Regions from separate parts of the Rattus norvegicus genome. Here all the other regions are linked to region 1. Evidence: chromatin contacts called from public Hi-C data. All regions are on one chromosome and are shown on one strand. Each heading gives the region's core, a stretch centred on a gene start, on an enhancer-like site or on the middle of the called end of the contact. The rest is flanking DNA. Distances are from core to core; before and after follow the strand shown. Region 1 holds the start of Spry1 (sprouty RTK signaling antagonist 1). Region 2 has its middle 350 kb from the start of Spry1. Region 3 has its middle 320 kb from the start of Spry1.

Region 1 (2,933 bases), core at 187-2,686:
CAGCTGGGGAGAGCCAGATAAAATATTCTGATGTGATACTGTATTTCTGACTTGACACTTCCAATACACACACACACACACACACACACACACACACACACACACACACAGAGAGAGAGAGAGAGAGAGAGAGAGAGAGAGAGAGAGATCTACTGCAGAAACTTCCTTAGGCTGCTACATCTACAAGATAGAAAAGCCCCACCAACTTTACACTTGAAAACATGTCCTTAACACATCCCCTTCCATGAAGGGTGAACAGGCAGCTTCTTGGCTTTTACTACATTTTGTTGCCTTCTAGTGCACTTTCTTGCGGCTGCTGTTCTGTGTAGGGAGTGCCTGGGTTCCTTGCATGTAATCCCACGCATAATTGTGAACACTAAAAAACATTCAAAAGCTTGGAAATGCAGTATGCCAATGGTCATAAAAATGTTTATCAAAATCCACTGCAATTGTTAAGACTTTAAAAAATTACTTTGAACCCAAACTATCCAAACTCCCGTTCACAGGTGATTTAGATCATGGAGTTCTGTTGTTGATCAAATACTGTTCCTGATAAAAATTCCCTGGAAAATTATTTTCCACTAACAATTTTTGAGGCCTTAGGTTATCTTTAAGATAAGCTTCGTGGAACTTTTAATTTCACATACATTCCTTTTCACTGCATCCTGAGCTATATCGTCCCCAGAATACATGTCCAAATTCCTTAGTTTGTAAAGAAGCGAAAAGCATTCCCTGGCTTACTAAAGTCCCCCACCCCGTGACAGACATGTGACAAAAGTTAAAACTTCCTGATGAGTTATGCTTATTTTACTAGATTAAAAATGTATTGGTGTTTTTGACAAAATTATACAAACATTACAAAACAGGAAGGAATTGGGTTCCCCCTCCCCCATGTAATTTTAGGGATCAAATCACAAACTAAATGAAGCAATCACTAAAACCCCACAGCAGGAATTTCCACTCTTCAGTGTGTAATTATATTGCATTTGCAGAAGTGACTGTCCTTTCTGGAACTTTCATATTTCGCATGATCTGTACTTCACACATTTTCCCTCTGTCTGGGGGCACGGTGGCATGGTGTACACGTTTTTTCCGTTGTTGTTGCTGTTTGCTTGTTTTTGCTTTTTAAATGTTCTTCACAACTCTTTTTAACTCAATTCTAAGGGTGAATCCACCAGTCCCCTTAAATCGGAGGCTGACAGCTCAAGACTGACAGGGCCCCTGAAACACCGGGTACTCCCCTGTTGCGCTTGCAGGATTTCTGCAGGCAATCAACTTTTTAAGAGCGTCCTCGAGTCCACATCCACGATCGCTAAAATCCTGCTCCGGGTTTTCGCGCAGCCCGCGTGATTGACACATGATATCACCGGGGGCGGGTCCCGGCGTGGAGGTGGAGGTGGCGGCGACGCTGAAATGCTGCGGAGCCCGCGCGCGAGTGCTCAGCACGCAGGGGTTTGCGGCGGCCCCGCAGCCAGAGCTCTGCGGGCTGAGGAGCTGCTGTGGGCGGCGTGCATGTGCCGGGAAGGCCGGCCCCAGGCTCTGCACTAGGTAAGAGCCTTCCCCTCCCGCCGAGGACCTGGCGAGATCAGGTGAGAATGGTGCTTTATTTTATTTTATTTTCTTGGAACTGGACGTTTTCTGAGCTGGCTCTAGCTCTGTGCCCGGCGCTCTACGGTCGGCCCTGAAGCGAGTTCCGTAGCCGGGCAGCGAGTTCCGTGTGTGCGAACGCGGGCTGGCACCGCCGCGCACCCGCGTGTCTGTGCGCATTGTTGGCGACCGACCCGCCGGGCGCTCGTGCCAGACCTGACTTTCCCCGTCCCTGCGTGCGGGCTTGCCTCTCGCAGACGCGTCGTTGGGACGCGCTTTTGACTGCGGGGCGTTCCGTGGGGGCAAAACGTGCACGGCCGCGTGTGTCCGGAGCTCGTGGCTGTCTACCACGGCGAGCAGGACAGCGTCCCGGGCTGGCGAGGGACTCACGTGTTTCTGTCTCTGCTCGTCTGCAGCCGGCGTGGCGACTGCGGGGACGCGGACCTGCGGGAACCCGAGAGCCCGGGACGACGCCGGGCCGCGCGCCTGACGACCGGGACGGGACGGTGCTGTGGAGCGGGCGCCGCGCGCACCCGGCGGATGTCCCCGAGCCGCCCTCGGCCGCCGCCAACCGCGGAGAAGCGCCCCTGCCCGGGGGCCGCTGAGGCCGCAGCGCGGGCCATGCGCGCCCGGCCGCCCCGCCGCGCTTGATGCGGCGCGCGCTTCGCCCGCTCCGCGCCCCCGGCCGGCGCCGTGGAGGCCGAGGTGAGTGCGGGCGGCAGGTGCGGGCCGGGGCGGGCCGGGCGGTCCTGGCGGTCTTCGCGCAGCCCGTGCCAAGCGCGCGGCACCCGATGGCGCTGGGGATCCAGCGCCCGCCTGTGCTCGGAGCGCAGTGCCGCGGGACGCGGGGAGAGGGCGCTGCCTCCTCCCGCCCGCGAGCTGTTTTCATTCATAACTTTCCCCCGCCGGACCTGCCGCGGCTGGGTGCCCCTGAGGTCTCGGCTTGGGGCCCAAGCGCCGGGCGGTGCTACCCACAGTGCTGTCCGCGCGCGCGCTCCGGCTTAGCTCTGGGCGGTTGCGGGGCGCCTAAGTGCTCCGCCTGAGCGAACTTGCTTGGGAATGCCCTGTAAAAATGCGAATGAAAGCTGTGCCTAGGGGTTTCATAGCTCAAACAAGCCGTTCCCACGTCTTCCTTTCTTGTGGATGAGGCTTGGCACATTTAAAGTCTTCGTTATGGAGTTTTAAATTTTTAAAAAATAGATAAGGCACAGAACGATGGGCAGGTTTCCGGTATCGTTTAGGAGTTCGGCACTAAAACTTGCTATGGATGTGTTTCTCGTGTGCAGAGAAGGTAGTTATAAGCTAGAGGGGCCTCCAAAAAGCTAACACATTTGTAGTCTAGGGGC
Region 2 (2,933 bases), core at 196-2,695, 350 kb after region 1:
CTAGAACTCCACACTATAGGTTGCTCTCTGTGGCTCGCACGTTGTGGAACTTCCTCCCCTCGTCCTCCCCTCGTCAACACGTCGATTCTCCGGCTGTAAAGACTGCCTTTGACACAAGGTTGAAGCTGTGTGCCTGCAGCTTGCAGAAAGCAGAGGAGATAATGTCAACTTTAATTCCTGTGTTTTTCCAAACACAAAGATTAGGCCAAAGGTCACAAGTGGAAATGAAATAAAAATGGAAAACAGATGTTAGGAAGCCCACTAGTAATGGAAACACAAGAGGCAATGAAAGTTACTGAAAGGAAAACACAGCTAAAAACATGCACACAACCCAGAGAGCAGGGTCTTAGGGAGGTTTTGTTTTCATAATGATGTGTTTTAAAAAGCCTGACTTTTTAAGATTTCCTACAGTGATTTAATTTCTTATATTTTCTTCCTTCCCTATCTAGAGGAAGAATTCAGCAGATGGCAGAAAACACTATCTCCAATACCCTGAATAGTCAATGTACCCCAAGTGCACACACTGTCACAACCGGAGTTCAGCTGAAAAGGGACATTTGTCTTCCAATTGGCAGGTTGCCACTTTCAAAGGTGCATCGATTCTTAAGCCAGCTTCCTGTTCAGATCTGGGCCTGAGACCTGGGCGTCATCAGGGACAAGTCTGTTCTGGGAGAACAGCTGCTGAGGCAGAATTTCATTTAGATTACAATGCACGTCACAATTGTCGTTCTTTCCTCCTCTCTGTATTTAAAAGGAAGCTCTGTGTTTCTGTGTGTGTGACTTTTATAGCGGATCCCCAGCCAATAAAAAAAAAAAAACAAACCAAAAAACAAAAACCAAAAAACAAGATGTTAGAAAGTCAGTGGAAATACCTAACTCTATGTGTGATAGTTTGGAATGCTATAAACAAATATGCATCGAACATCTAGAATCTGCCCTGAGCTTTTGCCTGTGTTATCTTTTAAAAAGTCAGACGAGTCATAAACCAAAACCAAAACCAAAACCAAAACCAAAACCATATTGTAACACGACTGAGAACATTCTAGCATTTAAAGTAAAACCAGAGGAGAGAGACAACTAAACATACCCATCCCCCAGCATGGCTTCCTACCCACAGGCTCCCAGGGAGGCTTCCTGGGGCCTCCGTGCATCTGTGCTGGCTAATATCGACCAACTGACTGAGGATGGCAGAGGGGAGCTGGCACACCTCGGCGGCAGGTATGTAATTAAGAGGAGGTAATTAAGGATCATTGCTGGGTGTGCTGACAGTAGGCATGTAATTAGGACAGAAGAAGAGTCAGAGCAGGAGCCAGGACATGAATGCCAAAGAATGCTCGGAAACCTGGACCCTAAAATCACTTCCTCTGCGGGAGGCGGGTCATTCCAGACTTGTGCATTCAGAGCTGTGCTGGCATGGACCAAGGATGAGCCCAGAAACGTTGCGTCCGGCCTCGGCAGCCTTAGCAAATCATCTAGTCATTTCATTGCTCATCCCGCCCTCCCAGACACGGTCCAAGACATTCCAGTTTTTATGTGCGTTTGTATTTTCTCAGGAATAGACACATTTACAGGAAGGGTTTAACCATAGTTCAGTTTATTTACGATCCTCTGGTTAAATGTTAATAGCCTCAAGTCAAGGATCTAACGCAAGAACTCGGAGCCTGGGATTTTGCAGGCTGTGTTTAGTGACCGCTCAACAGCATTAACATCCATCTGTTTATTTCATTTTGTTTTATTTTGAATTACACATGTGGAGGGGATTGGGAGGTACATGCCCGTGAGTGCAGGTGCCCATTGGAACCCAGAAGTTCATGTCAGATTCCCTGAAGATGGAGCTATAGGTGGTTGTCAGATGCTTGACAGGGATAATGGGAACTGAATTCAGGTCCCCTTTTGAGATCAGAAAGGATTCTTAACCACTGAGCCATCTCTCTAGCCTCTCTCTTCAGGTCATTGAATACTAGGCACCATTCTGAAGACTGTCCGTGAGCTAATCCCTTTAATCCTTATGAGACCAAAGCCTGGCAGTTTCTGTCAGTAGCATCTCCCTTCTTAAAGCGAACATCTAGACAGGGTCACATCACGTAATTTGCCCTGGGTCACATGTCTGATGAGTGGCTGAGTTGGGAATATTTCCTAAATGTGCTTTCCTGGCCACCGTACTGTGTCTTTATCTTTTCGGAGTTTCCATGGAAGTCCTTTTGTGACTGTTTCCTTATTAGGGGTCAAAGTTGTTAGATTAGATCATTATTGTTTATTTGTATGAGGGATGGGATTCCCCCCAGTTTTCTAAGTCATCTTAATGTACCAGATAAAGAACTTGAGCTGCCACACATGTGGCTTCACATGCCATCTACTATCATTCTTTTTTGTGTGTTCTTTGTCAAGTCCTCTGCCGGAGCATGGCTAACTCATTGTCCCAAGTTACAACCAAACTTTGATGAGGTAGAATTCAAGCTTGAATTTAAAAGTTAGGCACTGATCGAAGATGCCTAACAAAGATAGTGTCTGCTCCAAGAGCATCCCAGGAGTTTATGAGTACTGAAGGGACAGGAATGGAAAGCTCAAGATGACTGGGAAATTCAGTAAGGAGAAGCAAAGAGTCATCACAGCATGAAGCAAAAGGAACAAACTAAGGAACTGCAGAAGCAGCACACCCCTGTACCTCCTCCACAGAGACTGCAGAACTAGAGGAAGTTCACCATATATTGATCTTGCCTCAGACACCAGTAATCTTTATTAAGACATAACAACATTATTCCATAATTATCCTCTTCCGGTTGGCCAGCTGTAGTCACTGAAGGCAGATTAACTAGAACCTGATGGGTTTTAACCCCTGTTCAACATTGCTGCCTAAATGCTATAATTATACAGGGTACTGAGGTGACATTCATCTTATACTTAGACGTGGTCCCGGATAAGTTCACCTTCAG
Region 3 (2,933 bases), core at 127-2,626, 320 kb after region 1:
AGCTCACTCATGTGTGTACCCACACTCATATTTACATCGTGGTAAGGAATATACATTAGTCTTTATCCTATGATTATTGTGTTACCATAAACTCAAATGAATTTGACCACGTAGTGAACATAGCAGGACAGTCCACAAAACCTGCTTACTGCTCGTGGCATGGAGCAAGTCCCATGGTCAAGTGCATCTGGAAGAGTCTCTCCCACACACTGACTTGGGGAGTGGGAGTCAAGCTGACTCCTTCAGCCCTGGGCTCTGTGATTACATCCTGGCATTTTGGTGCAAAGTGAATCCAATGCCTGAGAAAAACTTAAGACCCAGGCCCTTCGGTGAGTGAGTTATTTGAAAATGTCTTGTAGAATTTTATGGTTTTTTTTCCTTCTCAGTATGAGGTTTAATATGGTTTCATTGTATAAGAAGAATAGTCTACCTGACTGGCCCCCATGGTGAGCAGAACTTCCTCAGCCTTGCTGGAACTTTAAGTCCTGTCCCTGAGCAGGCTGAGAGAGGCTTCCTGCCCAGGAGTGTAGGTATACTGAGTGTGGGCCCAGGGGGCCTCCGTTTGGGGTACAGTGTATCTTAGGCTGAGGAAGCAAGCAGACATCTCCAGCTGCCATCAATCAGCTCAGAGCCTGGCTGGAGCCTTAGTGGGTGGATTCTGCTCTGTGTGGTGGAAACACAAGGAGACAGAGACAAATGTTCTCTGGCCTTGTAGCTCTCCTCGCTGCCCTTTCACTGTCCTTAACATGCATGCTCAAATTGATTTAGCCCCTTTCCTCTCAACTCAGCCGTCTACTTTCCTTGCAGACTGACAGCTTTATGTGCGGCTGCCCTGCCAGTAGCTACAGTGTTTCAGAAACATTGACTTCCAGGCTTAAAGGATGAGTGAGGAGGGGTTGGGGGTGGAGAGGAAGGGAGGTGAGCTTGACTCATTTTAATTCCTTTCTTTTAATGGGGTGCAAAACATGCCCATCACGGCACCAACTTTGTCTCTCCCTCTTGTTTTTCTTCTTTATTCCTTTTCTGTGTCAATGATTTCCATGAAAAGGTTTGACTAAAGCCTCGCACTTGAAAAGCACATCTGCCAGGTGATGTCAACGCCTGGCCTGCTCCGTTTCCTGTTGGGTGGTGAACATGCCATTCTCTCATTGCCCTGGAATGCTGATTTGGTCCAGGGGCGAAGGCCAAACACAGGTAGGGTCAAGCTGGAGAAGCAGGGTGTGGGGGTGCTTTCTGTCTTCAGTTCAGCTTTTGAGGGAGGGGCGGGGCTGGGAAGAGACTAGAAGCAGTTTATTGTCTGTTCTGCAATGTAAACTTAGAGGAGGGGGAGAGGGCAGGAAGTGAAAACTGGACTGTCAACAGAACCTTGTCAGCCGCCTGCACAGCAGGCAGACATGCCAAATGTTAGGTGGACCTTTGCCTGGGACAAGCCAGGACCCAGGTTTGACCCTTACCCTGACATTTTTGGAACTGGATAAAAGCACCTTCTCGGAATGTGTGAGAATATTTCTGGCATCAAAGGTCGAAGACTGAGCCTCGGAGTTAAAATAAATATTCAGGGCAAGGAAGGAAACAGTGAGGTGAAGGGTTTGATCAGATATGAGCTGGGAGCTCACGGAGTTCATCCCCCTCCTTGTATTCTCTCTGGTTTCATGTGTTCATCTACATAGCAGCCAACACACAGCATGTCCTTCCTGCTCCTGTGGGGAAGGGTTGAAGGGAGGCCATTGATTTATGCAGACAAATAAAGATAAAAACAAACAAAATAAAATAAAGTAGGTTGAAGCATGAACCCTGGCCAGCGTATTTTCCGTTATTCCCTGAGATAGGTATTTAGTTCATTGTGGTGTCTTACTCTTTAGAGTGGTTGGGAAGATGATGCAGGAAGAGACAAAAGTATTCCCACCTTTTTATAAGAAATAGAATCTGGGGGAAAGACCGTAAGACAGACACATACTTTTCTATGCACACAAAAACATAGAGAAAAGTTTTCATTGATCTTACATGGTTAACATTACGGTTCAGGACTCTAGTTGCCAGCCCAGTAGGCTTATTGCTGAATGCTTTCTGCGTTTCCAGAAGCTGCTGAATGTTGGTTGCCCTGCTAGGCACCGAGATGGCATGTGGGGTGATCTTCACATTATCAGGACTCACTGGGCAGTCCCTCTCTCGAGGGGTCTTCATGGTTGACTGTTCCTAATCAGACAGTGCTCTGAAATACCCAGTTCCTTTGGAGCCGGGCACGGGATGCCCCTGGGGAAGTGAAGCATGCAGTTCCTGAAGCCAGACATTCAGTCTCCACTGAGGACCATGGATGGCTGGGAAAGCCTCCCTACTGGTCTCTGGCTTCTTCATCTTGGGACGGAAGGTATCCTGTGGCCTGCTCACTGCTGAGGGTATGGGCAGAGGCTGTCTGGCAAGGTCAAGGGTGGCTCAGGGAGTTTCTGTGTCGCTTTGTGCAGCCATGGGGCTTTCTTTACCAAGATCCCGTGAAAATACCATTTGAAAATGCAAGCCTTGCTCGGCATAACGGTCTAACAGGTGAAAATACAAGTGCAGGACAACCGTTCCTCTGACCATGAACCATAGAAGTGACTGTAAGTCTCTGTTTAAAGGCCACGGGAACATATATACATATTCAGTAACTGAAAGCCTCCTTTTACTTTCAAGGATGTACTACCGAGGGTGTTCGTACTCTAGGAAACGGGAGGTTTACAAGAGCATTTGTTCCGAATGCAAACTTGGGATCTATAATAGTCTTCCTTTACCTATGACTCCACTTCCTGAGGTTTTGACGGTAGTCAGCTATGGTCTGAAAATGTGGAATGGAATGATCCATCATGCGTAGGTCACACACCCTTCAAAGTAGTATGATGAGGTTTGCTGCAGGATATAAATCATCCCTTCACCTGGCACATCTACCAGGTTCATCC

What was found. Hi-C and Micro-C count contacts between places; a contact is called where the count stands out from the background.
Region 2: a contact with region 1 is called in a Hi-C map of kidney, with 2.9 times the contacts expected there. The contact joins the enhancer-like site here to the promoter of Spry1 in region 1. A contact is called at or near these places in 2 of 12 Hi-C or Micro-C datasets (hepatocytes and kidney).
Region 3: a contact with region 1 is called in a Hi-C map of liver, with 3 times the contacts expected there. The contact joins the enhancer-like site here to the promoter of Spry1 in region 1. A contact is called at or near these places in 2 of 12 Hi-C or Micro-C datasets (both in liver).

What each region holds. Positions count from the first base shown.
Region 1 is chr2:122,483,911-122,486,843 of GRCr8, forward strand. Spry1 (sprouty RTK signaling antagonist 1) reads left to right here and starts at 1,437. Exons shown (of 3, transcript NM_001395072.1): 1 at 1,437-1,589; 2 at 2,004-2,292.
Region 2 is chr2:122,833,961-122,836,893 of GRCr8, forward strand. No RefSeq gene overlaps it. Among named protein-coding and RNA genes, the nearest start is that of Spry1, 350 kb to the left of the region's middle. Within about 2 kb of position 1,446, at least 20 of the 93 cell types and tissues checked have an H3K27ac peak or open chromatin away from gene starts, as enhancers often do. A contact at or near this core is called in kidney, where this site is marked.
Region 3 is chr2:122,803,340-122,806,272 of GRCr8, forward strand. No RefSeq gene overlaps it. Among named protein-coding and RNA genes, the nearest start is that of Spry1, 320 kb to the left of the region's middle. Within about 2 kb of position 1,377, at least 10 of the 93 cell types and tissues checked have an H3K27ac peak or open chromatin away from gene starts, as enhancers often do. A contact at or near this core is called in liver, where this site is marked.